Regions from separate parts of the Sus scrofa genome. Here region 1 is linked to region 2. Evidence: chromatin contacts called from public Hi-C data. All regions are on one chromosome and are shown on one strand. Each heading gives the region's core, a stretch centred on a gene start, on an enhancer-like site or on the middle of the called end of the contact. The rest is flanking DNA. Distances are from core to core; before and after follow the strand shown.

What was found. A called contact is a pair of places that touch in the nucleus more often than the background predicts.
Region 1: a Hi-C map of liver shows a contact between it and region 2, with 4 times the contacts expected there. The contact joins two enhancer-like sites. A contact is called at or near these places in 2 of 47 Hi-C or Micro-C datasets (adipocytes and liver) and 1 of 2 datasets of contacts at active chromatin or transcription factors (alveolar macrophages).

The regions. Positions count from the first base shown.
Region 1 is chr1:246,452,187-246,456,547 of Sscrofa11.1, forward strand. No RefSeq gene overlaps it. Among named protein-coding and RNA genes, the nearest start is that of SLC44A1, 94 kb to the right of the region's middle. Within about 2 kb of position 1,910, at least 13 of the 83 cell types and tissues checked have an H3K27ac peak or open chromatin away from gene starts, as enhancers often do. A contact at or near this core is called in liver, where this site is marked.
Region 2 is chr1:246,173,447-246,177,264 of Sscrofa11.1, forward strand. ABCA1 (ATP-binding cassette, sub-family A (ABC1), member 1) reads right to left here. Exons shown (of 51, transcript NM_001317080.1): 29 at 3,157-3,305; 30 at 1,405-1,529. Among named protein-coding and RNA genes, the nearest start is that of ABCA1, 100 kb to the right of the region's middle. Within about 2 kb of position 1,650, at least 8 of the 83 cell types and tissues checked have an H3K27ac peak or open chromatin away from gene starts, as enhancers often do. A contact at or near this core is called in liver, where this site is marked.

The DNA.
Region 1 (4,361 bases), core at 660-3,159, 280 kb after region 2:
AGAAAGACCCTGGCACAGGACGCTTGGTCTAGGCTGTGTTTCCAGACCCCACCAGTGATGCCTATGCCTTAAAAAAAAATTACTCTCTTAGTTTCAGCTAATGTTCCATTAATCTCCTTGTTCTGTGTTATTATCTGGACACTGCAGCTCCACTGCCCACTTATGGCTGAATACATACCTATTTATACCACAAACTCTGCCCTGGCCACAGTGCTCCAGGGATCCCCTCATTTCTGCCATCTGGGCTCTCTCCTCTGCCCCAAGGCTCCTAGGCAGCCCCTACCCACCATCCGCCCCATTCACACCTTTCATACTCCCTCAGAGGCACTGTGAGAGCTTGGTTGATGGGACCACATTATTGGGGAAGCAAGGAGTCTTTCCATAATAACATCTGAAGTTAGAGAACATTAACTCTGTATGCTGACTCTAACAACACTGACCACCCCCAACATTTATTTGGTAAGCATCTGCAGTGTACTAGGCACTGTGCCAACTGCTCTACAGGCATCATAAATTATTACAATTTAACTCTCAGAGCAACCCTAAGAGGTGGATACTGGTATTATCATTTTTAACATCCCCATTTTATATATGAGGAACTGAAATCTAAGAAAGGGAATTCTCCCAGGACAATAGGGCTAATAAGCAAAAGCAGAGACTTAACTTTGAACTCATTAGTTAATAAGTAGTAATAGAGGCCAGATACTACTAGACATGGGGACTCCAGGGAGAACAAAACAGATCCAGTCCCTGCCCTCAAGAAACCCACTGACTAGTAGATTAGGCAAGCTTCAATAACTGCCCTAATTGGCCACAGAGCAAGGCTTCAAAGCCATGTTTTCTACAGCAAAGCCCAAGCATATAATTACAACACCTTCTGCCTCTCTCTTACTGGAAATAGTCCCTCTGTGAGAAACAAAGCCCTGGAAGTTCTCAGGCTTAGGAGAGCTACATATCTATATGACCAGGTATGATGGTGGGTAGATGTTGTGTATGAGAGTCTGGAACACATGGAACGTCTTTTAAGGCTTTGTTCAAATGTCATCTTCTCAAAGAGGCCATTCTAACCATGTGACTCCTAACAGTACCATCAACCTTTCCCTACTCACTTTCTCCATCCTACTTATCACCTTCTTTTATAAGATATCACTTATTTATTATGTCTATTATTTGGTATGAGTTACTCACACTTTAATATAAGTTCTCCAAGGGCAGAGAATCTTACCAGTTTTGTTCACTGAGGTATCCCCAGTGCCTAGACAGATCCTGGTACACAGAAAGTAGCCAGTAATTATTTTTTATGTGAATCAATGAAGGTGAAAATTATGTGCAAGTTTAGAGTCAGGTGGTACTAATTAGACAGAAGCCAGCCCAGAGCAAGAAGAATTGAGCTGGGAACTAAGTTCCCAACTGGTAGAATGAGAGTTGACCTCTCAGCAGTCAAGAGAGGTATGCTGTGAGAACTGGAAGTAAGTGGCCAAAGATCACAGCCTGGAAACCAGAAGACTGCAGGAAGTAGTGTAGCTATGCATCTCTGTGCTCAGAGCACATCAGTAATCTGACAGCCAGGAAGCCAGGGTGGATCAGGAAGTGTACGGCCATCTGCGTTCTGTAAGAACCAGGGAGTCAGGGGGTCAGAGGAGCAGTCAGGGGTTGGGGATCAAAGCAGGCAAAGGCTGAAATCCAGGAAGTTTGGGAAGGCAAGATAATGGTCCCCAACTACCAAAACACAGAGGAGAGCCCAATCCTGAGGCAGGGATTGTGAGGGCTAAGGTTTCTTTCAAGTTTTCTCCCAGGAGACCTGTGATCCTTGAGACTGCAAGAGTGAGCAGAGCAGGGGGTATGGTTTAATGGCATACTTTAGCTACAGATAACTGATGGTGCACGTCCCTTCCAGCTTCAAGTGTAGCAATATCATGTTTGTAGCATGAAACCAGCCACAGTGGAAGTAGTGACACAATGGAAATTGGCAAATGCTATAAGTCAGGGGTTGTTTGCTTATTTGTTGGGTAGCTGATTGTTAAACATTCACCAGCATACCACTAGTACAGTTTATTCTGGAACTGAGGCTGTATGGAGGCTTTGTTCTCAGCTAGAAGAAGAGGGGGGTAGAAATGCAGGTAGGTACTTAGGCTAAGAAATACTCCATGGAAAGCAGCTGTGCCCTTGGGCAACCACAGATAGAGCAAGGAGCCAACTTAATAGAACACTTCTGTGGAGTTCTCGTATTCATTATGGAACTTACACAGGAATTCTATCCCTTAAATTTGAAAGCCAGAGACTTGTTTCGACCCATTTATTCATTTATTCCTTCATTCAACAAGTACTAATAGAGGACCCATCATGTGCCAGGTGAGCACTAGACCATCAGGCTAATGAGACAGATTTGTTCTTGCCTCATGGAACTTAATACCTAGCAGAGGAGTCCACAAATTATAGTCTGAGGACCATATGTGGCTTGTAACCTCTTTCAATAGAGCTTTCAAGTTAGGAAAGGTTTTTGCATTTTTTAAGGGTTGCAAAGAAGGAAGGGGAAGAGGAAAAGAAGGGATAGAGGCCATATGTGGCCTGCAAAGCCTAAAATATTTACAAAGCTGGAGACTTCAAGCAGTACTACAAAGCTACAATAGTAAAAACAGCATGTGGAGTTCCAATTGTGGCTCAGTGAAAACGAATCTGACTAGCATCCGTGAGGACACAGGTTCAATACCTGGCCTCGCTCAGTGGGTTAAAGGATCCAGCATTGCCATGAGCTGTGGTGTAGGTCACAGACACCAGCTTGGATCTGGCATTGCTGTGGCTGTGGTGCAGGCCAGCAGCTACAGCTCCGATTCGATCCTTAGCCTAGGAACCTCCATATACTACAGGTACAGCCCTAAAAATAAACAAACAAACAAAAAAAACCAGCATGGTATTGGCACAAAAACAGACATATGGATCAACAGAACAGAATAGGAAACCCAGAAATAAACCTATTAGTTGACATACCTATGGTCAACTAATCTTTGACAAAGAAGGCAAGAATACACAATGGGGAAAAGACAGTCTCTCCAGCAAGTAGTGCTAAGAAAGCTGTACAGCCGCATGTAAATCAATGACATTAGAACACTCCCTCACACTATACACAAAAATAAACTCAGAATGACTTAAAAGCTTAAATATTAGACATGATGACACAATAAAACTCCTAGAAGGGAACACTGGTAAAAACATTCTCTGACATAAATTATAGCAGTATTTCTTAAGTCATTCTCCCAAGGCAATAGAATTAAAAGCAAAAATAAACAAATGGGACCTAATCAAATTTATAAGTTTTTGCAGAGCAAAGGAAACCATAAACAAAATTAAAAGACGACCTATGGACTAGGAGAACATATTTACAAATGATACAAGTGACAAGGGCTTAATTTCCAAAACATACAAATAGCTCATATAACTCAATAACAAAACAAAAACAGCTCAATCAAAAAATAGAGAGAAGTGGAGTTCCCGTCATGGCGCAGTGGTTAACGAATCCGACTAGGAACCATGAGGTTGCGGGTTCGGTCCCTGCCCTTGCTCAGTGGGTTAACGATCCGGCGTTGCCGTGAGCTGTGGTGTAGGTTGCAGACGCGGCTCGGATCCCGCGTTGCTGTGGCTCTGGCGTAGGCCGGTGGCTACAGCTCCGATTCGACCCCTAGCCTGGGAACCTCCATATGCCGCGAGAGCGGCCCAAGAAATAGCAACAACAACAAGAACAACAACAACTAAAGACAAAAAAAAAAAAAAAAAAAAAAATAGAGAGAAGTCCTAAAGAGACATTTCTCCAAAGACATACAGATGGTCTACAGGCACAAGAAAAGATGCTCAACATCGCAAGGTATTAGAGAAATGTAAATCAAAACTAAAATGAGGTACCACCTCACACCAATCAGAATGTCCATCATTAAAATGCCTACAAATGATACATGCTGGCAAGGGTGTAAAGAAAAAGAAACCTTCCTACACTGTTGGTGGGAATGTAAATTGGTGTGGCCACTATGGAGAACAGTATGGAAGGTCTTTAAAAAATTTAAGAGTTACCATATGATCCAGCAACCCCACTTCTGGGCATACATCCAGAGAAAACTCTAATTCAAAAAGATACATGCACCTAAGTGTTCACAGCAGCACTATTTACAATATCCAAGACATGCAAGTAACCTAAGTGTCCATCAACAGATGAATGGATAATGAAGATGTGGTATATATATACACATATAACTACTGGAATATTATTCAGCCATTAAAAAGGACAAAATTTTGCCATTTACAGCAATAAGATGGGTTTGGAGGGCATAATGCTAAGTGAAATAAGTCATACAGAGAAGATAAATATCATA
Region 2 (3,818 bases), core at 400-2,899:
TTAATTATTTAGGGCTGCACATGTGGCTTATGGAAGTTCCCAGGCTAGGGGTGGAATCAGAGCTACGGCTGCCGCCTTCGCCAAAGCCACAGCATCTGCAACCTACACCACAGCTCACAGCAACACCAGATCCTTAATCTGGTGAAAGAGGCCAGGAATCAAACCTGTATCCTCATGGATACTAGTCGGGTTTGTTACTGCTGAGCCACAATGGGAACTCTCTACAAATATATATATATATATTTTAGTGTGAAGTACTTGGATTCCCTGAAGATCAGTATTTCAAAAGTGCTTTCACAATTATCCATTAGGCAGAAACAACCAGGATTTTCTAGGAAAGGGCAGATTTTATTGGCCAAATGTTTACACAGACAACTGGAAAACATAAGCCTGTGTTCCATAATCCTGGGCAACACAAGGTTGGGAAAGGAAAGAAGAACGTAAACCTGCACTAAATAGGAAGGAAGCATGGAATTTGAGAAAAAGAGACTATTCATATGTTTACTTTTTTCCTTTTTTTAGAGCTTCCCTTTGACATCATTGGCACATGTCTCCCATTGAAAGGTCTGTGAATACCATGGGACTGAGGAAAATTCCTGCAGTCCCATGTGTTTGTAGCCTTGGATTGTTATGCAGTAGCTGGTATTTTCCTCATCTAAAGAAAAACACTAGCTTCCACATGTAAGTGATAGCATTTGATGTTGGTGTCTCATTGTCTGACTGACTTCACTTAGCGTGATAACTTTTATGAACTTCTTTGCAGAATACTGACTCACAGACTTTGAAAAACTTATGGTTTCCAAAGTTGACAGTTGGCAGGGGTAGGGGGTGGGGAATGCACTGAGGTTGTGGGATGGAAATCCTATAAAACTGGATTGTGATGATCATTGTACAACTACAAATGTAATAAATTCATTGAGTAATAAAAAAAGAAAGAAAAAAATAAAAGTTTACATCTAAAAAAAAAAAGAAAAAAAGAAACACTAGCCATTATCTATAACTTAAAAAAGACTAAATAATAAATACATGGATTGCACCATGCAGAAAACAAGAACCTGGAGGTGTGATGCTTTGACAGTGTGTGGAAGCCCCATGTTAATAAAGACGCAGTTATGTAAACCCAAATATATTATAGCTCAATTATAGATTTTGCAAGGGCAGATTATTTACATAAAACACCTATGTTCCTGACAACAACATATAAAGAAGAAAGAGTTCAGATGCAGCAAGAGGGCTGGCCCATTAGTTCAGTTTTGTTCACGGCTATCCTTTGCATCTTATATGAGTTCATATGAGGGCTGTAGCCACAGCTGATAAATCCAGGCCCCTTCCCCTTGGCCTTCAGCATAGTAAACACCCTTCCTGAGCTCTCCTCCCACCTTGGCAGGGAAGGCCAACACACACCTGACAAATGTGTACTGTTCGTTGTACATCCAGGGCTGAAGTTCCAGGCTGGGGTACTTGCCAAAGGGTGGCACAATCAAGCTGAACACTAGGGCAATGCAGACAAACACAGCTGGCAGGATAATCTATAATCAGGGGTGGGGGGGAAGAGAAATTGCAGAAGGGCAAGGGTTAGAAAGAAGGCCATGGGCAAGGCCCTGGGAGTCCAGCCAGTCTCCCAGATCAGCCTGCACTCGGATGTGTACAGGTCTGGGCTCAGCTCCTCCAAGGCATTCTTGGCAGGTTGCAGGCCGAGACTGCAATCGAAACCTCTTCCCTCCAGGGCAATTCTGAAAGCTGACAACACAAGGCCAGAGTCTGTGGCCACCTGGCAGGGGCATCAAGCTGAGAACTTCACAGAGTGAACAGTGGTCACATGCCAGGGTGACTCAGAACACTGGGTCCCTCTTTTCCCTGAAAACCCTGAAAGCTCAGCTCAGCTCAGGGGAAAGCTGAGAGCACAAGCCTGGACCAAGAACCAGAAAACTTGCAGCTTCATTTTGTCTCTACTACAAGTACATCTATGTGAAGTCAGGTCCCCTCTGGCCTCAGTTTTCTCATTTGTAGTCTGCAGACAGACTGGATGACCCATTGAGATCTCATACTCTGATAAAACCACTTTACAGCACTACTCTATTGAATGAGAATAGCAGCCACCACCACTCCACCCCCTTAGCCTCAAAAAGCATAATTAACCCAAAGCCTTGTTAAACCATCTTAAACACCTGAACACCTGTTTTATCTGAAAACAATGACTTGTACATACTTTTAAGTAAACTCTTTTAGCTTCTTCCATTTATTTAGGAAGAAATTTAGCCCTAAAAAACTGATTCAAAGATGCCCCCGCTTCTAATGTTCTCCAGTTTCAATGCAGAAAATTAATTCCATGGGAAAATATTGAATGAGCATCCTCTCATTTAATTATCATTACAACCCTAAGTAGTAGCATCACTATGGCTAATCAGCAAACAAGGTAACTGAGGCTCAGAGACTTAAGTAACTTGCCCAAGGCCACAGAGCCAGTAACACAACCGCAACTCAAATCTAAGTCTGTATGCTCCAAACTCATATTCTTTGCATTCCCCACACTGTCTAGAGGGAAGAAACTCTGTAACCTCTTTCTTTACATTTCTTGATTTAGAGTGGAATAATTTCATCCCTTACCCAGCAAGTTCACATGCAAATATGCAGGCAAGAGTGGAAAGAGTCTTCTCTGTTTAGCACTTTTTTTTTTCTGACCTCTGGTTATCTTTTCTAACAGTTTGCAATTAAACATCAACTTGGAGAAAAATCAAGTTTCCAATAAGTCCATATGTCAAGTGCATCTAGGCATATCCTCTTTGAAGTTAGCAAAGTTTAATTCATCCAGCCAGTTTTTCTAAACTTTATCCTAGTTATGCTCTCCTTTATGATAAACCTAACACATGGTAATTACTAGTGTGAGGCCCATTCTAAGCACTTACTCATTTTAATTTTCATAACAATATGTCAAGTTATTATTATTATTCCCATTTTATAGATAAGGAGATCGAGGTTTAGAGAAGTAACCCGTCAAAAGATATGAGTGTACCAAGCAGAATCAGGATTGAAATACAGATGATCTGGCTCCAGCATCTATCTCATATTCATGATGATGTCTCTGCCTTCACTGGTCAGGGAGCCTACAGCCCATCCAGGGATCCTGCATCCTTGGCCTGGAACAGCACCTCTCACCTGAGCAAAAAATCCCTTCCGACTCCGCCTGGCAATCAGCAGCCTCTTCCACAAAAGGGCCACAAACTGCTGCTGAGTGAGTTTCCAGCCCTTCACTTGGTAGGAGCCCTTGCCGTCCATACCGCTGAGCAGGTCTGTTTCCCTGGATTCTGAAGAAAAGCCAACACTGAAGGTCACCTATTCTGTCAGGCATTTTTGACATCTCCATGCTCCTCCCTCCAGCATCTTCAGCAACCATCTCTGAGGCTTGCATTTGAATGGAAAGTAAAGGTGTAAGGGCCTTCATGACACATACACGTCTGAGAAAAAGTTCTGACCCCCAAAGTGTAACAGCAGCAGCCTCTGCCTTTGGGTTCTTGTCTGATGAATACAGAAAATGAAGACGCCCTGAGACAACTGAAGAGACATGTTCACACATAATGAATGGTGTTACAGAAGCCATTCAGATGGCGCAAGTCATCCTCGATTTCTTACACAATATTTTACAAAACAGACCATACATGCAGGCTGACACTCTTGAGAACCCATGATGGCACTTTGTCTCCCATCTATTCTATTTTTGGTAAAAGGTGGACACCTTTCAGTGCTCGAGGTACTGATGATGTATGAAGTTAGAGAGAACACCAGACTCACATATTCACGTGCACAGGGATGGGAGAGCC